Regions from separate parts of the Mus musculus genome. Here regions 2 and 3 are each linked to region 1. The links are chromatin contacts, called in public HiChIP or PLAC-seq maps. All regions are on one chromosome and are shown on one strand. The core of a region is the stretch at or near the end of the contact, and the rest is flanking DNA. Distances in the headings are between cores, read along the strand shown. Region 1 holds the start of Fgf15 (fibroblast growth factor 15). Region 2 overlaps Ano1 (anoctamin 1, calcium activated chloride channel). Region 3 overlaps Ano1 (anoctamin 1, calcium activated chloride channel).

The links. HiChIP or PLAC-seq counts read pairs in DNA pulled down with a chosen protein or histone mark.
Region 2: a contact with region 1 is called in a CTCF HiChIP or PLAC-seq map of the NIH/3T3 cell line, with 7 read pairs. The contact joins the enhancer-like site here to the promoter of Fgf15 in region 1. A contact is called at or near these places in 8 of 39 promoter capture datasets (the 3T3-L1 cell line, embryonic stem cells, epiblast stem cells and 4 more), 1 of 15 datasets of contacts at CTCF or cohesin (the NIH/3T3 cell line), 5 of 484 Hi-C or Micro-C datasets (the P5424 cell line, bone marrow-derived macrophages, cerebral cortex and 2 more), 17 of 115 datasets of contacts at active chromatin or transcription factors (astrocytes, bone marrow-derived macrophages, embryonic basal ganglia and 10 more) and 1 of 9 other capture datasets (adipose tissue).
Region 3: a FOXA1 HiChIP or PLAC-seq map of pancreatic cancer cells shows a contact between it and region 1. The contact joins the enhancer-like site here to the promoter of Fgf15 in region 1. A contact is called at or near these places in 18 of 39 promoter capture datasets (the 3T3-L1 cell line, 3T3-L1-derived adipocytes, the HPC-7 cell line and 12 more), 1 of 15 datasets of contacts at CTCF or cohesin (the NIH/3T3 cell line), 1 of 484 Hi-C or Micro-C datasets (the AML12 cell line), 14 of 115 datasets of contacts at active chromatin or transcription factors (astrocytes, bone marrow-derived macrophages, craniofacial prominence and 8 more) and 1 of 9 other capture datasets (embryonic stem cells).

The regions. Positions count from the first base shown.
Region 1 is chr7:144,895,055-144,898,035 of GRCm38.p6, reverse strand. It overlaps Fgf15 (fibroblast growth factor 15), which reads right to left and starts at 1,504. Exons shown (of 3, transcript NM_008003.2): 1 at 1,105-1,504; 2 at 817-920. The coding sequence starts at 1,357. It overlaps Gm26793 (a long non-coding RNA gene), which reads left to right. Exons shown (of 2, transcript XR_003946907.1): 1 at 1-960; 2 at 1,131-2,981. RefSeq lists a cis regulatory region at 1,638-1,652, enhancers at 2,493-2,525, 2,546-2,897, 2,355-2,897, 2,872-2,918 and a promoter at 1,419-2,981.
Region 2 is chr7:144,611,405-144,614,385 of GRCm38.p6, reverse strand. It overlaps Ano1 (anoctamin 1, calcium activated chloride channel), which reads left to right. Exons shown (of 26, transcript NM_178642.6): 17 at 2,571-2,772; 18 at 2,940-2,981. Among named protein-coding and RNA genes, the nearest start is that of Fadd, 30 kb to the right of the region's middle. Within about 2 kb of position 1,480, at least 47 of the 459 cell types and tissues checked have an H3K27ac peak or open chromatin away from gene starts, as enhancers often do. A contact at or near this core is called in the NIH/3T3 cell line, embryonic fibroblasts and pancreatic cancer cells, where this site is marked.
Region 3 is chr7:144,629,728-144,632,708 of GRCm38.p6, reverse strand. All of the region lies in intron 12 of Ano1 (anoctamin 1, calcium activated chloride channel), which reads left to right. Among named protein-coding and RNA genes, the nearest start is that of Fadd, 49 kb to the right of the region's middle. Within about 2 kb of position 1,503, at least 12 of the 459 cell types and tissues checked have an H3K27ac peak or open chromatin away from gene starts, as enhancers often do. A contact at or near this core is called in pancreatic cancer cells and trophoblast stem cells, where this site is marked.

The DNA of each region.
Region 1 (2,981 bases), core at 255-2,754:
CTGAAGCCCCTTCCTTTCTCTGCAGACCCCTTTCTTTCTTTCCTTCTTTCTTTCTTTCTTTCTTTCTTTCTTTCTTTCTTTCTTTCCTTTCTCTGTGGTCTTTTCATGTAGATAAATCAACTTCAGAGCCACAGACAATTTGGGGACTCTTAAAGAAACAAAACAACAAAAACGTTAAGTCCGGTAGCCATCCTTCCCCACTGGGGGACCTCGCACTGGTACTGCCAGAGGTAGGGCTGAAGGCTTCTTTGAACCCAGCCTCTATTCCTACAGAGCACTAGCCTACATACTTCATGACTACCGATTTTTAGGGGTTATGTGAACCTAGCCATCTCGCCTCACTCCAGTTCCCCCAGGTCACAAGCAGATGAGCATCTTGGGTACTTTCTAAAGTATCTAATTTTTGCATCACACCATGGACCTAAGAAAAATTGATTGAAAAGACCCTTCTTTCCTTTTTCTTTTCTTTTTTATTTGAGGGAGGGGGAGGAAATCGAGGACCACGAACACGCAAAGCCAGGAGAGGAGGCTTTCCTGTTCAGTATCAAAGGGGCCGAAAGCTGAATGGGACTCAGCAGTTAGCCCAGTCTTTGGGAAGATTAGACAGCTTCTCTGGTCTCCCTGCTCCCCCGCTACAGCCTGGGGCCATCACTTTACGCAGGGCGGGCAAGAGCAATATTAGCCCCACTATCATTGGTACCTTGCCCTCGAAGTTCCTTTTGGACCTGAGCAGGAGGCGAAAGAACAAACAAACAAACAAAAACAATACGGACCCAACGCGGCCGCGAGCATCCCGCCGCGTGGAGGAACACTCACCAGCCCGTATATCTTGCCGTCCGCGCTCATGCAGAGGTACCGCACGCTGCTGACGTCCTTGATGGCAATCGTCTTCAGAGCGACCGCGCGGAATTCCAACAAATCTGCGAGCAAGAGAAAGATGTTGCCGGGCCCCAGCAACACGTGAGTACAGCGGGGCCACACTGCATCGCCCTTCCCCAGCTCCAGTCTGGAAGTCAGGGGTGGGAGGATGTTAAGGCCACGGCGACACACCCACGTGCTTCTGGGTCCTAAGGGACCGGAGGGGACGGGCTGAATGATACTCACTTCGTTCGTTTTGGTCCTCCTCGCAGTCCACAGAGCCGTCGCTCCGGATTCGGAGGAAGCAGTTGGAGACATAGGGACCAGCGGAGTACAGGTACTGCAGGCGGGTAATCTTGCCCCAGCCGTAGAGAAAGAGTGGATCTTCATCTGACACAGACTGGGATTGCTGAGCCAGGGGACGCCCAGACACAGCCAGCCACAGAGTGGCCAGGACCAGGGCTCGGGCCACCGCACGCCCGTTCCACTTTCTCGCCATGACACCTCGGGGTCCTGAAGGCCGTTACAAAGGTGGCGCGGAGACTGCGATGCGGCGGGGACTCAAGTTGCAGGCGCAGGGCAGGCACAACCCACAAAGCAACTGGGCGCTTGTGGCGTGGGGCGCACAGAGTTACTGCTCCGACAGTGGGGTGGCTCCGGGCACGCGGCCTTATATACGTTTCGTCCCGCGGGCCCCGCGGGTAGGTGACCCGGGCATCAGAGCATTTCTCCTCCTAATTGCATCAAGTCTCCGCCCCCCGCACACACCCATTCAAGCCCCAACCCAGTGACCCCGCCCAGGCCGGCCAGATCTGGCAGAGGAGGAGCCCCCCCTTTGCGACCCTGGCCTGGGGAGCAAGTGTTCAATGCACAGTATCTTGGTGGTTATTGAATAGGCTATTTTAATTTTACTATTAATTATTGAGGTCTTCAGGCCCTGGGCTTTCAGAGGGATGCGCGTGGGACAGTCACAGAGACTAGAAGGCACGCAGAGCTCTGCCTCCGTAGCCCCCTGTTTGAGTCTTGAATCTCTCCTTTAGCACGCTATCGCAGATCCTACCCTCCCTCATTCTCCCGGCCCCAGACCTAGGCTCCCTTTTCATGGATATTTGCCCTACAAGGTGGAGACCTCGTGAGAACGTGTCGCACGCACTAGGTGGCGCTTCAGCCCTAGTTTCGGTCTCCAATGTGCTGCCAGTCGCTGTCTGCACGTCCTCTGCCTGCCTCGCGCGTGGACTCCACAAGTGGAATGTCACTGGGGCTGCGACTTTTGAGAAGGGTGGACTGACCAGCGTGCAGAAGCACGGCAGGCCGCGGGATCCCCTCTTGGGTCGATGATCAGGCCCTTGAGTCTGTGCGCGGGGGACAGCTGCGTACCGGAGAGGAGGGGGCCAGCTAGGAGCAACGGTGGACGCTGCTGGCGGCCGGTCAGGTGGGAGGAGAATGGGGGCTTCTCCTAGAGCCGCTCTTGCAAAGAAAAGGAGGCAGCCTGCAGAGAATTCCCCTGCCTGAAAGAAAGGGTCCTCGCAGGGGGCTTTGGCTCAGCGCTTATCCTTTCTCATTATGCCTCCAACCCCCCAACTCCTGTATGTGGGGCCCCAGGAGGCTGGTTTGGGTAAAAAGGTACTGGCCTAGCTCCGTGGTGATGGGAGGTCTGTCTGCAGGGGCGGGACAGCAGAGAAATGGCAGATCTGATGAATCTCAATGAGGAACACGCCACTTTCAGACGCCATCAGTGACTGGCATTAATGACGGAGCTCTGGGAGAATGTCATCAGGAAAGCCTTTACAAAAAGACATCACCGAAGGCTCTCAGGACCGGGGACTCCCATGCTGTGAGGCTTGTTTTAGAGAGCGATGTCTCCTGTAAAATCTAATTACTTCTCCCTTGTGATTCTCAATCGACAGCGCGGGCTATTAATCTTAATTGCCTTCTCCTGACGCTTTTGTTTTAATGTCCGTGATAAATGTGGGGTACCAGGGAGGTTGGCAGAGGCTTTACTGAAGAGTCCCCCCAAATTGGGCTGGAGGGTGGCATGCGGGTGGCAGCACCCCATCCCCACTCTGCGCCCTTCTCAGGGACTCCCAGAAGAGTTAGAGATGTTGGTAATGGAGTGATCAGAG
Region 2 (2,981 bases), core at 231-2,730, 280 kb after region 1:
AGGCTCTCATTCCCATTGGCCCCACCAGGCCTCTGCCTCAAACCACCTGTACTTGTCTTAACCTTCACGTGGCATGGGCCACTTGTCATCTTTTGTCTAGCCTGAGAGGTTTTGATGAAATCCTGGCACAGCCACCTAGTCTCTCAGTCCAAGATGCCCATCAGCCACCTGCCCCAAGGGCTTTCCAGGGAATGATCCATTCAGTCATCACAGCTAGCCAGCCCTGACTCCACAATGCTGCTGCTGAGGAAACAGATCTAAAGGCTGTTCTTTGGAAGGCCAAGCCAGAAGGGGCAAAGCTAACAGCTTATTTCTTCTTCATCTGCCCTACGGGCCCCTCATTTCATATGAGATGGACAGACAGCCTTGAGTCAGGCTGTGTTTCCTGGGCAGGGTGGGCCGCTGGAAGACAGTGTAGGCCTTAGCTTCACCCACCTTTTCCTGGAGAAGCCAGGAACTCACAGGAAGTCAAGCTCACACTCATTTGCTCTGATTCACTTTGATGAGGCCTGTGCTGCCCAGGCTCTTCCTGAGCTTCTGAACCTTGACCTCTAGAGTAGCTGGGACTACAGACACACTCTCAGCTTCATTTTGAGGGCGGCACGTTCCCTCAGGTACTGAGGCATAACCAGAGAATCACACCCCCAGCCCTTAGTCAGTGAAGGGCAAAGCTCGGGAATCAAGAGACTCCAGCAGCCCCACAGTTCAGCTGCTCCTAGCAAAAGGGCCAGTGATGGCTTAGGAAGAGGGTAGGTAGCCTAGGGCCTAGTGTGGCCAGAGGCACTGGCATCTCTGGACTTCTGCTCACTCATCCCGATTGCCTTATAGCTCCTCCTCCAACATCACTTCTGCATTCCAGGTAAGAAAGGGGAAAGCTGAGAATAAAGCAAAAGATGAGCAGCAGAGGCTGCCTGTGTGTGAAGGGGGCTTCCTCAGAAGACCCTCCCACAATGTATCCCATTGGTCAGAATCCTTTCTCCTACCTACCTCCCCTGCCTTAATAAGGAATATAGGGTGAGCTAACAGAGGTAGGTGAGTGAAGCCAGGGTAGACAGACACAGGTAGGAAACCAGCTGGGACTGTCTTTTTTTAAGGGTCCTGTCACAAGAGATACAGGTTCATGGCTGATGGGAGATACAGCTTCACTCCTGACCCCAGAGTTCCATTCAGGCACAGATACTGGTGATGCACATGAGCTAAGCCTGAAGACATCAGTGTGCATGGCCAGCCAGAAGTGCAGGGCACATGGCTCGTGGCTCCCTCAGAGGAGGAGGGTGGAGGGCTGCCTCTGCTGAGTCACCACAGACCCAGAGCCTTCCCCACCTCTGCACGCTGGCACAAGAGATGTCCTTATGGCCAGGAATGGCCTCTTGGCAGACCTGAGGGGTGTTCCGAGGAAAACCTCAGTGCCTGGCACAGATCAAGGCGTGGTATCCATGCCTTGTGCTTACAGGGCATAGTGGGGGCTGCAGATGGTTTCCCAGGCAGGGTGTTTCTCTGTTTAGTCACTAACAGATGTCTGGAAAGGTCTGGTTATGGCCCATAGTGTACAGGGCAAGTCTTCTGAAGAAATTCCAAAGGCCATGTCCCCTGAGTGGGCAACAGAGAGCAGCAGTGCCAGGAGCCATAAGAGACCATGCCAGCAAGGACAAGGCTTCCCCTCCATCCAGGACTCAGGGGCATAAGGGCCCGAGCCCAGAGCAGCCAAAACCTACACACAATTGGTTAAAGCCCAGCTATGCTTTGCTTTTCGAACCTCAGACATGCCAACCCTTGCCCAGCAAGCTCTAGGGTGGGGTGTTCACACCCTTGGGCTGGGCAGAGACTGGGTCTTACCCATGGACCTGTGCCAAAGGGAAAAGGAACCCAGACAGACGACTGTAGCAGGCGGAACAAACCTGTCACCAGCTTCCCACCCATCTCTCAGGCACCAGCAGTCTGAGTTCCATGGAATGTTGTAGCCTGAGATGGGTTTGGCTAGCTTTGGGACTGCTGTCATGGAAGAGCTGGAAGGTAGTAACTGCAAGATATCTGTGGGAAGACTCTGCCCATGCCCCAGCAAACCTGCAGGATGCCACCATCTACATGATCACAGTGAGGGCACCAACTCAGCCCTGCACACTAAATGTCTGCTATCTTAGTTGCCTCAGGTTGGGCAAGAAGCATCCACGGCAGCCAGTCTGCTCTACCACCCACCAGAACAGCCACTGGGGGTGTGGCTACAGTGTCCTGGGATCTACATAGGGGACAGTAAGGAAGGATTGTAAACAGATCTGGAGAACTTTAGGCTTGGAAGAACCAGCTGGTGAAGCCTGTTCCAGAGCTAGGTGCCCTGACCCAGCCACACGACCTCTCTGATCCTGGGAGTCTTCCCACTTTTTCTTCTTGTTCTGCGGTCTGACTCCTACCGAAAACCTGGCATCGGGTGGGTGACTCCAGTAATTCCAGCTTTAGTTCTGATGCAGGAAAATTGGGGGTTAGGAGCAGACGAGCAGGTTCACAGGAGCTCTTCGCCTTCCCCCAAACCACCCCTAGCATTCCCACTAAGCATGTCTACGCCTGCCCTGCAGATCGCAGTGACATTTGCAATCGTCCTCGGAGTTATCATCTATAGAATCTCCACAGCTGCAGCCTTGGCCATGAACTCCTCCCCGTCTGTGCGGTCCAACATCCGGGTTACAGTCACGGCCACCGCTGTTATCATCAACCTCGTGGTCATCATTCTGCTGGATGAAGTTTACGGCTGCATTGCCAGGTGGCTCACCAAGATTGGTGAGTGCCATGTGCAGGACAGCATAGGCAGCATGGGCCTAGGGCAGGGCCAGCCTTGAAGTGGGCAGCCTGGTCACAGAACTGTGGCTAGTCCCAACTTCCCCTGGCCTGGCCTGGCTGTGAGTGGCTAGCAGCTGGCACAGTCAGTACCGTATGTCTCTCCTCAGAGGTCCCAAAGACAGAGAAGAGCTTTGAGGAGAGGCTAACCT
Region 3 (2,981 bases), core at 254-2,753, 270 kb after region 1:
CCAACACCCAGCTTTTCCTATAGATTGCAGGGATTGAATGCAGGTCCTCATGCTTACACAGCAAAATTTTTACCCCCAGCCAGCTCCCAGGCCTTCCATAGATGATTCTGATAGCAAATGAGGCAGATCTCTTCTTTGCAAGCAGGACTCTGCACAGCCTTGCCAGCAGGGGATATATGAGTCACACAGGGGTGGCTGGTTCCCATACTGCCTGCAAGCTCTGAGCATGCACCTCCAGGGCTCCCAGCTGAAAGGAAAAGTCTTGGAAGAGAATGGCAGGATCACCTAGGAGAGGCTGCCTAGAAGAGGCAGAAAGCTTGTGAACTGAGCTATGATAACCTTATAGGTAGCATTTGAGGGCCTACTTTATCACCTCTGGACTCAACTGGCTGATGGGTTACAGGGCAGGAAAAAGGCCAGGACAGCCTTGAACACTCTTGGCTGTGGGAAGCCATAGTAGACCAAGGGGGTAATTCTGGGTCCCTTCCCAGTCTATGTCATCTTAGCCTGTGCTGGTCAGACAAGCACCTTACTAAGAGGGAAACGTGGCCAAAGATGTACCAGAACCTCCTGTTCACCTGGATCTAATGCAGCCCACATTTTCTCTCTGCCTGAAGGCCCCAGTCTAAGGGTTCCTTCTTGGTACCAACGTCCTCAGAGTCAGACTGAGCTACATGGTTAGGAGGCAGGCATGCAGACAGCAGTGAAGATGTGCAGTGGGTAAAAGTCCCAGTGGTGGGCCTGGCAGATTATTCAGTGCCATGTCTTAAGCCACTGGACAGCCCAGTGTGTTCACTGAGACTCTGAGCTCTAAGTTCAGCTTCCTCGTCTGTCTCTAAGCTGGGAATGTGGTGAGAGGAGGCAGGCCGTGGGCACAGTCTCAGCCCACGTTCCACACCTTTTATGAATGGTTGCTGCCACTGAACACATTGAACTATTGGGTTGGGGGTGGGGTTAGGAAAATGCCTATGAGAGTGCCCACAGAGTGGGGTTTTGGAGACAGCTCAGTAGATAAGAACTCCTGTTATGCAAGCTTGAGGATCTGAGTTCAAATCCCTAGTATCCCTGTTTTTTTGTTTGTTTGTTTTAAAGTGTGTTTGTTTGTGTACCTGTAACCTCAGAACTTTGGAGGCAGCAACAGGGTGATCATTGAGGTCCTATGGCTGACAGAGTCTCTAAAGAGACTTACCAGTCAGTGTGTAAGGGGTGCTGCCAAGTATTCACCACCTCAGAAACCACAAGAAGCAAGCCCAATGGGGTTCAGTGCTCTTAAGTCTTAACAACTAGGATTCCAAGGAAACAGCATGTGCAAAAGCCCTGGGGGTGAGGTGCAGGACACTGAAGGAACCTGCTGCTGCAGGAAATGGGTGGGAGTGTGTCAGGGGATCTTAGAGAGGTCAGCAGGGACTTGCTCTAAAGAACTTCATGTTCTTGCTAGGAGGAATCAGAAGCCAACACTCTGGGTTACCATGTTATAGATGTTTTCCTGCCTTACACTGAGTCAGAGGCCATAAATGACAGAGTAAGTTCTACAGTGACTGGTCAGGAGGGACTCAATTGCAATGGAGGACAGTGGCCAGAGCATTCTCTGAGATGGACATCAGCTCCTCAGGGTACTTGGGTTCATCACATTTCCCAGGGTGCACCGCTACCCACCTTGGGAGGATCTGCCTCGAGGTTGTGTCTGACCATGAAGTCTCTCCCTGGAGAATTCTAGGAGGAAAGGTAGGAGAGGAGCCTCTGGAGCCTCAGCCTCCCTCAGAGCTTGAGCAGCAACCTCTAGGGTGAGGCTCCTCTAGGAGGAAGGAGGTCTCCGATGGAGGGGAGGTGTTTGTGTGACCCCACACTTCATTTGAGCTAAATCATTTCTGAGCTCTCCAGAGACAGCGACTTGGCTGCAACCCAAATATGGAAACCACAACCTGCCACAGCAGACCTTGAGTTTGTTTGTCTGTTTGGTGGCTGTGCTAGGGTTGGAACTAGAGCTTCCTGCAGCCAGCTTCATAGGGGCTAAGCTTGGGTTCTATCACTGAGCTGTGCCCCAGCCCTAAAGGTTCTTGAAGGGTCCTCACCGAAGTGCCACCCACATGGCCTAGCCTTGAGGGTGGGAAGTGTTCACCAACAGTGAATGAAGTCTGTCACAGGTAGTGGGTAACACCTCCTTTGTCGTGGACTCACCCATGTGTACAGAGTCATCCATCTTGCCTTTGCAGAGACCTGTCGTCCCTACTCTGTATCCTGTTCCAAAGAAGGTGGCACCTGGTGCCTCTTAAAGATTTTTTTCTTACTTTTGACTTTTTTTTTTTTTTAAATACAGGGTTCCGTGAAGCTGACACTAGCTTTGAACTTGATCTATAGCCAGGGATGACCTTGAACTCCTACTCTTCTTGCTTCTGCTTCGAGTGTATAAGGATCAGGGGGTGTGTGCGATGGCCGTACAGACTCCGTCCCTCTGACACCATTTCTCTCATACTCTCTCATTCCTGCCTCCTTGCTGCTGCCCCAGGCTAGAGCACACACTGCTCACCTAGGGCCACCCCACAGTGACACCCCAAGCCCCAGTACAAGCATAGAACACTGCCAGATTGGTCACATTGGTCCAGCTTGCTTACTATCTCACTGGCCTAGCAATATGCATAGCAGCTGAGGGATTACCTCAGCTTCCCTCTGGCAGCTATGTAGTAGTAGGAATAGACCCTATGCGTGTGAGTGTGCATGTGTGCATGCATGTGTATGCACATGTGTACCTGTGCACATGCATGTGCGCTTGAACATGCTTGAGTGTGTGTGTCTGTATGTTGTGTGCACGTGCACATGCACATGTGCATGTGTGTGTGTACATGTGTGTGCATGCATACATGTGTGTGTGCATATGTGTGTATGCACTCACCTGCCATGTTTTGGTGTCACCCTAATGAAGATGACTAGAAAGAACACTCATGCCTGTTCTCTGGGGACAAGGGCCATTTGCCCATTTTCCT